2 separate regions of the Rattus norvegicus genome follow, and region 2 is linked to region 1. A link is a contact called in public Hi-C data. All regions are on one chromosome and are shown on one strand. Each heading gives the region's core, a stretch centred on a gene start, on an enhancer-like site or on the middle of the called end of the contact. The rest is flanking DNA. Distances are from core to core; before and after follow the strand shown.

Region 1 (5,247 bases), core at 2,731-5,230:
AAGCCAATCGGATGAAAACGAATTGCAGAGTTTCAAGTGTGGGTGGCTGCAGGAATGGTGGCACCATTGACAGAAAGAGGGAAGCCAGCCAGCTAATGCTTTTAGCTCTGGGTGAGGGGCGGGAGCAGGGAAGAACTCCAACATTTCATAGATGGAATCATAAAGAACTCACAGGGCACAAAGGACATGTTTCTGAAAAGAGAAAAGGCTGAAGCTAATTTCCCTCAAATGGTCAGAGACGCTTTTACCCAGATATGAGAAAGGATCATGGAAATAATAGAAATATTACTCCAGGTAATAACTTGCTGTCTCCTCTGAGCGAATGGGCATCTTTTTATCCAGTGTGTTAAGATCTTCCCTCTCTTACTTACAGTGAACGTTTTACCTTTCTCGTGATGGAGGACTTGCGAAGGCTTCTCATATATGAATTCTGCATTAGAAATACAGTTCTGATTTTAAGCCTCTTCTCAGAAACTACTGGATTTTTCCAGCACGTTTCATTTCTTGTGATTTTTCTCCAAAACATTTGGGTTGTGAATATTAAAAAAAAATCAAGTTCGTTGCAGGACATGATTCTTTGGGAATGATTCTGAACCGTCTGACAGGTGAAAATCTGCAGGAAAGGAGAGTTGAAACAACCGTGGGTTCTCTCAGATTACGCTTGCACTAAAATAAAAAGGTCTCCTTTATTGATGATGGTTTTGGGTCTATGAACCTGGAGTAGTAGCAAGTACATTATAAAGTACGGTAGTCACAAGCTATTTGATGTATCATATGATTATGCCATCAAAATGTCTAAAAGTATCATACAGTCAAGTTATGTGCATGAATTGCATGTATGTTTCATACCTATGAATGCATGTAGATATGTGTTCCCAGAGACCAAAGGAGGACATGGGTATTCAGCTCCCTCACTTGTCCTCTTAATCCCTTGAGAAAGGATTTCTCATTGAACTTGGACCTAAACTGGTAGTCAGCGAGCCCCAGAGATCTTCCCCCACCCTGACACATATGTAACCACACCCAGATTTTTACAGAGGCTCTGGGGATTTGAACTCTAGTTCTGTTACTTGTGCAGCAAGTGCTGTTAACTGTGGAGTCATGACACCAGCCTTAATTCACCTCTTAAAGTCTTCCAAGTGTTATGGAGTACTAGCCCGTATAAAGTAACAATGATAATCAGAATAAAGAATGGATGGTTAACAGATTCTATATAATTACACAGTTTATTATTTTAATAGATGACCTTATATATGTGTGCCGAATTGCCTTCTAGGGCTATCAAAACTGAACCAACTGAAATCCACCTCTTTTCTCACCACATAAATAATGTGAAAAGGAAAGGGAAACATGGGAAATAATTCTCATCGTAGGACCCAACACGTAAGATCCCAAAATAAATCATTATTGTGGAAGATGGGTGTAATTGGGAGCAGTCTGAGGAAATGGTCATCCTGATTTTGTAAAGTTGGAAAAGATGAGCCTTATTCATTTCCATGATGTCAGGGACAGAGTTCCTAATAACTACCTCCGGCTGACACTTACCGGCAGGGCATACCACACACTGACACTGTGGCTGTTTCTCTCTCTCTCTCTCTCTCTCTCTCTCTCTCTCTCTCTCTCTCTCTCTCTCTCTCTCTCTTCCACTAGTCCCACATCCGTAGTTGAAGCAACCATGTATCAGGCAAAGGCAGGTTCACCTATTCCAGAAACCATGAAAATTGCCTACCTGGATGTAGCTGGTGGAAAGGTAAATCTGGTTTATCTTTGTAGAGCGAGATCCTTTGAGGCATGAGTAAGTTCCAAGCATCATTTTCACCTCTGGACTCTAATAAGTGGTCACATGCCTGACTAGAGTCCTTGCCTGGCGTCTGACTTTCATTCTATCTCCCCTCTCTTTGTTGGCAGGGTTCCTGAGCTCTTGAGAGAGCACTGCCTGCCTCTTTTCTCTCCTGTTATCTCTATTGTCTTTCCTTTCAAGACCTCATATGGCTTGTCTTGGTCATCCTGGTCATCTTGGTCATCCGATTGACTCAACTTCTCTTCCTGGATGTTGCTGTGATGAGGAACAGCTCATCCTCTCAGACCACCATCCTTAGTTTAGTCGACATATGTATCCTAGGGCTCCCTCAACCCCCATAAGCCCACTAAACCTAAAATCTGCTGAGTTCATTTTCAAATGTGCTGAGTCTCCTGACTCACGGCTATCGATTAACTCTTCCCTCCTTAAAGCAGATGAGAATACTTAGAATGTGAATCCGCACCTCATTTCTCACAACATGCACTTCTAGTTTAAGAAATGGTGAGCGCGGCAGGCAAAGGAGATATTGGAAGATAATGTTCACCTCTCTGGCTCTACACAGTTTAGACTTTATGGATTTGGGTTCCCAGATTGTATTTTCTAATCTGACATTCCTTGATAGTTCAATTATCCTGAAAGACGTTCTGGAGAATTGCAAAGTGAGTAAAGCCAGAAATGAGAGCACTTCAAAAGAGTCTCGGAGGTAAATGACAGGGAAACGTCGAAGTTTCAGAGCGCCTGCAATTACCAAGAGAGCAGTTGGCTCTTTGCCATGGTGGGGGCTGGCTGAGAAATGGATCCAGGCAGATCTGCTCTGCAACACAGGGTTGGGACACCCAAGCTTGGAGCCAGACGACAGAACAGTTCCTTTGAAAACTGACTAGAAGAAAACCATATCCCCCTTCCATTGCAGAGTTTTTAGCTTAGTAATTCTCTGTGGTGTGAGAGTTACTATGCATGTGCGTGCGCGGCCTCACACACACACACACACACACACACACACACATACACACACACACACACACATGAGAGAGAGAGAGAGAAAGAGAGAGAGAGGCATACTATCCCATCTAAATCTTCTGTGATTCAGCCAGTCCTTTGAGATTGAAGATAATACCAAGTTAAATCCAACTGCAGAGCCAGACTCCAAAAACTGATTGATCTGGAAGCTGGTGGGATATAGCTCCCGCAGAGGTCCCAAGCTAGGTTCTCAGAACCCATGTCACGTGATTCACAAGGGTCTGTAACTCCAGCTCCAGTGTAACGCCACCCCACTTGAACTCAATGATCACCTGCACTCATGACACGGACATACACACAGAATTAAATACCGCCGTAAAAGTCGATCGTAAGGAAAACAGAATTCTTCCCATTCGTTCCTCTCACCTCGGTCTCTCCTTATCCCCTCCCCTCTCCCCCGCGGATGCTTTCTTCTTTCCTATGAGATAGGAAACAACAGTAAAATATTTAGGATGAAGTTAGTCCATTGCCAGGAACCAATGAGTGTTCTATCATTTAAAAGTCATTCTTGGTGTAATCTTACATTGCGTCCAGCAGCATGTAAAAGGCTAGAAGTTTCTGAGAGCATAGTCCTGCCTGTGCCCATGAACTCCCTCCTCAGAGGCTGAACATGTAGGGCGGTGGAAAAGCAAGAGGAAGGTTTGCAATAGAGAGAGCTAAAAGAAGAGGTCGCAGTGCATTTCTTCCAAGTCTCCTTTCAAACCAAGTTTTTACCGTTGCTTTTGAGTTTTGAGGAACAATGTGGAAGCTGGCTGGTAAAAATTGAGAGACCCTTGGTCCTGTCAAGACTCGATGTCCCACTGTAGGGGAATGTCAGGGCAGGGAGGTGGGAGGGAGTGGCTGGGTGGGTGGGGGAGCACCCTCATAAAAGCAAGAGGAGATAGAGTGTTTCTACAGTGGAATCCAGAAAAGGGAATAAAATTTGAAATGTATTAAAAATATGCAATAAAAGAAAAAAATGTCAAAAAATTGTTGCATCTGTTTATGTTTCGGCAAAACAGATCAAGCAGAAAGGTCAGAGGTCATTCAGGAAGAAACAGGATGTGGCGGTCTGTGGTTAAATTTTAAGCCCCATGTATTTGCCTGCTTACAGTGACTTTCATTTCCAAGTATCAAGAACGTGTTCCAGTTTTCATTTTAACTAGGGATCAATTATAGCCCGTGATGCACTACTGGAAAATGGCACAGAGAGGAACACTTACGTAGATTTTCCAAGCTGAAGACTCTCTCTTCGTTCGCTCACAGCCATATTTATGAGATGTTTAGCTTTCGTGACCTTTATCTTCCTTTTTATCCCCTTGGCTACTGACAATCCAGAAGCGGCTTTCCTGTGCCTTTTTACACATTCCTTTTTAAGTTCATTTGTGAGCAGACCTTTACCTTTTTTCTCTGATAACACGGACAAGTCAACAGAAGATAAAAACAGAGAAGAGAAAAAAAAATTTTTTTTTGTCTTCAAAAGCGACTCATCTGGGATTGTGGTGGAGGCTGGGGGATGGATCTTGATCTTTGAAAATAAAAATCCGATGGGTCAAGAGAGTACATACTGCTCTTGCAGATGACCTGAGCTCGGTTCACAGCACCCACATGAGGGGGCAGCTCTCAGCCACCTGCAACTCCAGCTCTTGGGAATTCATTCAGCTCGTTCTTTTAGCCTCGGGTAGCGGGTAGCGGTGCATTCATGCATACATACCCTCCTCCTGCATAGACTCCTAATTTAAAAATATAAATATTTCTTTAACAAAGACCCATTTGCTTAAACCCACTAACCCCTTAGTGCTGCCTGCCTGGGTGCAGGTTGATTAAAATACATTATATGCAAATACAAAGCAATAAAAATAAAATAAGTGTTAATTCTGCAGCCTGCAAGCTCTCGGTTTGAATTTCAACATATTCTCAATTAAACATTTGATATTTCCCTTTAAGATGTTTTCCCTGGGTTCGGTCCCCAGCTCTGAAAAAAAGAAAAAGAAAAAAAAGATGTTTTCCTTGTGTCCTTTATTATAAATTTTACTAAACGTATTTTTGAACTTGATTCTTTACTGGGTAAACTAAGGACGAAAGGACCAGAAGAAAACCTTCACTGACGTAAATGAAGAGCTTACTTTATAGTCTTAAAAGTTACAGACTCTTTTGTATGCCCCACTCTTCTGACTTAGCCCTCTGCCTCATTGTTATTATTAATGTCTGAGGCTGTGCTTGACAGGTCTGTAACTGAAACTTGCTTTGAGCTGATACGTGTCCTGGTGGCCTTGTTTTGCTATTCATAAATATTGCAGCCAGACTTTTAATGGACATTCTAGGCGAAAATAGAGTCGGACTGCTAACGTTTAATTTTTCTGTGTAAAATAAAAGAAGTCCCAAGAAAGCTAAGCATTGGCTGGGTGTATTTGGGGAGACCCCAGGGGGTATATATCACCCTGGGT
Region 2 (5,029 bases), core at 1,438-3,937, 34 kb before region 1:
GTCATGAAAGAGTGGGTGGTCTAAACCAGAAGGTTTCTTTTCACTGAAAATGGCAGGACAACAAGGGAGAAAGAACCATGCTTTGGATCGTGTGTCAGGATTTTTTTGACGCTAATATTGAGGGGGTTTTGTTTCATTCCTGTTATTGAACACTTAGAAAAAGTCTCTGAAATCCATAAGAAATTCCTGTTGAGGGCTGCTGAAGTCGAGCACCAGGTAAGAGTGTTAGATGCTCATTCGGAGGACCTAAGTTCAGGTCCCTGTACCAATGCTTGGCACATCACAATTCTAGCTCCATGGGATCCTAAGCCTTCTCTCCAATGGACTTAGAGGGAGCCTTTATCCATGCAAACATACCCACAGCCAAATACACACAATTTAATGATGGTGATGATGATGATGATAATTTAAAGAGATTTTTGTTGAAAAATAAAGTGGTAACATGTAGATGTCTGGAATCACTAAATACACACATACACAAACACACATGCAAATACACACACACACACACACACACACACACACACACACACACACACTCACTCACTTATATGTCCAACAATGAGGAACAAACATAACCTTGCTTGCTCAGACAATCTCAACACACTGTTATCACGCTATACCCCCAGTCCCAGGGTACGCCAGGCAGATCTTGAACTTGTCACCTTTCTGTCTCTGTCTCCAACATACTAAGATTATAGGCATGTGCCTATAGTCACAAAACAACCAAAACCCCTTCTGCAAAATTCTCCCAAGTTGGATTCCTAGCACCCGTTTGGTGGATCACAAAGCGGAATTCTAATTTCAGGGGAAATCTACCTCCCCCTTGTGACCACAGTGGGTACTGCACTCTTGTGGTGCACATGACTATGGGTAGGCAAAACACCCATTTGCAGACACTAAAATTAAAGAACACTTCTAAAAAATATGTCCAACTTGAAAAATTAATATATATATGTGAAAATCTGAAAAAATATATTTGTCAAATTTACCAAGTGTCCTTCAACCCAAATCTCTTTTAACAGCAACGAGGGAGTGAATATATAAATATCTCCTTATTCACAGGTAAAAGGAAACGAACGGCCCTCCAAGGAGTGATACAAGATGGTCATGGTGTCACCGGTAACAAAGAATGTCACCTCCCAACTCAGTGCTTAACGAGTTGTCTCTAGGCAACCTTAATAAAGCTGCACTGAGTATGAATTAGAGCATGCAAGCTTATTAAAACACGCAACCTCTGAGGGGAACGGCAGACATGAGTCTTGCTCCATTAGACTCCTCATAGGGTTTCTTTCCTATGTTCAACCAAAGAACAGCGTTTGCCTCGCCACATCCGAGGGGAGCCAGAGCTCATTCTCACAGGCCCTTGCTGGGAACGGAGACCATCGGGGCACCTCCGAAACAGCAATTTGTGGGTTCCTGCTTTAGGCAGTAATGACCTTGGCTTGTGCAACGCAAACAGAATGCGCCCTAACTCATGAAATCAAGGCACCGTGGTAAACAAAGACTGTGCCAAGCTGGATGGCATTTTGACAGCTCCTGCACATGAAGCATGCGTGGGCCGAGAATCCATGTCCCCAGCTGCGTTTTGGTGTGGACAGCTTGGGGCCCGGGTGAGAGCTATGTCATAGAGTCATTAGCTTGCCAGTGGCGATGTGTGTTGTTGCATTGTTGGACACTGCTGAACTCCGGAAAGGACTCTAAAGTTGTCTGAAGACAGAAAGGCTGGTTGGTTGACTTCACAGAAGTAAATAGAAACTGCCAGACAAAGGCGCTGTGGAAAGTGTTTTTTATGATGTTATGGTGGCGATAGCCACTGGTTTCCACTCCAGAGTTTCTTGTCCACTTAGAACAGCCTAAAAGTCTCCAGAGCTTCCTTCCAGATTGTGTAAATAATTTAAGAATCAGCTGGATACCTTTGGAGTTTTAAGAATCATGATAAATATCTTTAGCATCTCTAAGTGTATTTCTCCATCTCTCTCTCTCTCTCTCTCTCTCTCTCTCTCTCTCTCTCTCTCTCTCTCTCCGTGTGTGTGTGTGTGTGTGTGTGTGTGTGTGTGTGTGTTGGGATAGTTTGCATTTTTGCACACGTGTTGATTGTGTGCCGGGGCATGTATGTAGAAACGAGAGTTTACAGGTGTCCTTCTATCTTGTGTTTGGAGAAAGGATCTTCCACTGGCTTTAATGGGCACTGATTTTATTTTTCTAGGCCGACTTGCCAGCTATCAGCAGAGCGGCACCTCTCCTCGGGGCTGGTACTCCATCACACCAAGATTCCTCACATTAATTCTGATGACCAAGCGTGGGGTCATCCTAGAACACAGTAAGTATTTTACTGACCGAGCTGGCTTCACAGTCCCATATTTTCAGGGCGGAAAAGCCTCTGTGGCCGGAAATACTAAACTACATATCCCTTGTCTGAAGTCACACACTTGGAGGTAAATGCTTGAGATTCAACACGTTAATAAGTGAGTTTTTATGAAAGTGTAACCATGCTAATTCATGTCCAAATGACTGTTTACAAACCTTTAAATGGCTGACGTGTTGTGTTCAGTATGTCTAGCACTCAAAATGCTCAGTAAAAAGAATAGATAAGCCGATTTTTGCCCCTGTGCTGAGTTCCAGGGAATGTCATGTGACTGCGAGTTGTTGCTGATTATCCTGATCATCGTCCTTCATGAGATCAGAGTCCAACTGAGATGGTCACATGTTTTAATAGTGATGCACCATCAGCCACTTCTGACTCCTGCTCATATACCCTTGATTATTGTCAACGACTGCTCGTTTTGCTTTAAGATGTTATTATTAGGAGGGTGCCACTGTCAACAACTAACCAAACCGTTAGCCTTCCACACACCTCTAGTTGTTAAGGAGTGTAACACGAAGACCAGATAAAGACAGAGAGGCAGATCGTTTTGTGGCACTTTATGGCTAACTCTAGCTAAGAATTATGGGCGAGCATTATGACGCTTTGCACATGGCCCCCTGTGGTTCAATATGATTTTATTTTTAGACGTTTAAAACTTGGACTGTGGACCTAAGCCATCGCATAGCCGTAGGCAAGAAATATGAAGTTGGAAGCCCGGCTCTTTTTAAGCTTTTTGATTCTCGGTTTTCTGTCTTCGAGGCAGCATTTTAAAGATGGTATTACATCTCGAGGGCCTACTTTATACCAACCTTGGCTTGTGATGGATAAAACAAATGTGAGACCTTGTAATAAATAAATAGCACCACTTCATATGAAGCAGAATACTAAGAGATGAATCTAAAATACAGTGTGGTCGGAAATAAAGGGCCACGAGTGCGGGAAGAAAAGACGTGCCATGGAGAGTTCAGGAATATGACTTAGCGAATGGCCCAGACCAAAAAGTACTTTAAAAAGAGAACTCTGCTTGTGGAAGTAATTTCTGACTTGGGGTTTGGATATTTAAAGAGCTCACATTCATCTACAAGGCCCCGCAGTGGACAATGCTAAGAAACTCTCTTACTTACTGTGATAACATTTGTATAATATTTGACAGACAGATGCACAAATATCTTTTATCTTTTTCATAACCTTTATTTACCTATTATTTGAAACCTCATACTTGGACATAATGCACTCTGATCTATTATTGGATGTAATACCCCTCTGCCTCCTGTAGCAACCCTCAGGATCCTCAACCATGTCCTCCCTCCCAATCTCTTTGCATTATTTACCTATTTCTCTATTTACTGAGTCTTATTCATATACATGTGTTAGGTCATCCACCGAGGCATGGGAAACTTACCAGGAGTCACATCGCTAAAGAAAAAGCAACTTTCCAGTCTCCAGCAGACAACTGACAATTGTTTCTGTGGAATCCGAAGAGCCTTTCTCCATCTATGCTGGCATTTTGACTCACTTGATCTTGTACGGGTCTTGCACAGGCAACCACAACTGCTTTGAGTAAATGTGTGCAACCATCATGTCAGGTTTGGAAGACAGCATTTCACCGCACTCCTTCCCATCTTCTGTATCCTACATTCATTCTGCACTCACTCCGGTGATGTTCTGTGAGCCCTATAGGAGTATGCTGTGGATGTCCCTTGTGTGGCTAAACACTCAGGTTGGTTATTCTCAGCAGTTATTGACTAATAACCAGTAAAACAAGAAGCTTCTCTGAACAAGGTTAGAAGAAGCACAAATATGAGAACATAAATGCAAATATTTAGAAGCCACACTGACAAGGTGCCTATTTGGCAAAACAATATGTCAATAGGTCTTTCCCTAGACCTGACCTCCCTAGGCATGGGTTCTGATCATATTACAGCACTAGTATGAATTCGCTCCTGGGTAGCAGGCCTCAGATTTGATCAAGCGCATGGTTGGTTGCCCACATAAGCAGTCATGCCACTGTTACACCTGTGAGCGTACCTGGCATGACAGGTGTGCACTGTAGCATCTAAGTCTACTGATAATAGCTGTGGCCTATGCATTGTTACAGTCTTAGTGACATTGTGTTTCAGAATGAGTAGAAATGTAGAAACTATAAACCACTATTATCACCGTCCACCAAATAAAGTAAAATTTGACCCCACCAAAAGAAGAGGATGAGGAGCCAAAAACTGTCATTCCCAAGAAGCTGAAATAATGTATCTCTTCCAGTGAATTGTATTTGGACTCCATAATCATTTGAAATGGAACCCTAAAGTGTATTCAGTAATTGAAATCGAGCCTGTTAAATATCATTCATCTTTCCTTTACTGTACATCTAAATAAAACAAGTGAGAGACAGCCAGAATGCTCTAGAAACAGCCCAGATGTCCCACGATAGAAGAATGAATACAAAAAATATGGCTCATTTACACAACGGAATACTACTCAGCTACTAAGAATGAGGACATCATGAGTTTTGCAGGTAAATGGATGGAACTAGAAAATGTCATCCTGAGTGAGGTCACTCAGACCCAAAAGGACTTGCATGCTATATACTCGCTAATAAGTGGATATTAGCCAAAATAGGTATAGAATACCCAAGATACAGTCCACAGAACTCAAAAAAGTCAA

The links. Hi-C and Micro-C count contacts between places; a contact is called where the count stands out from the background.
Region 2: a Hi-C map of liver shows a contact between it and region 1, with 3 times the contacts expected there. The contact joins two enhancer-like sites. A contact is called at or near these places in 3 of 12 Hi-C or Micro-C datasets (kidney, liver and mammary epithelial cells).

Annotation. Positions count from the first base shown.
Region 1 is chr10:97,455,309-97,460,555 of GRCr8, reverse strand. No RefSeq gene overlaps it. Among named protein-coding and RNA genes, the nearest start is that of Sox9, 850 kb to the left of the region's middle. Within about 2 kb of position 3,980, at least 2 of the 93 cell types and tissues checked have an H3K27ac peak or open chromatin away from gene starts, as enhancers often do. A contact at or near this core is called in liver, where this site is marked.
Region 2 is chr10:97,488,684-97,493,712 of GRCr8, reverse strand. No RefSeq gene overlaps it. Among named protein-coding and RNA genes, the nearest start is that of Sox9, 810 kb to the left of the region's middle. Within about 2 kb of position 2,687, at least 1 of the 93 cell types and tissues checked has an H3K27ac peak or open chromatin away from gene starts, as enhancers often do. A contact at or near this core is called in liver, where this site is marked.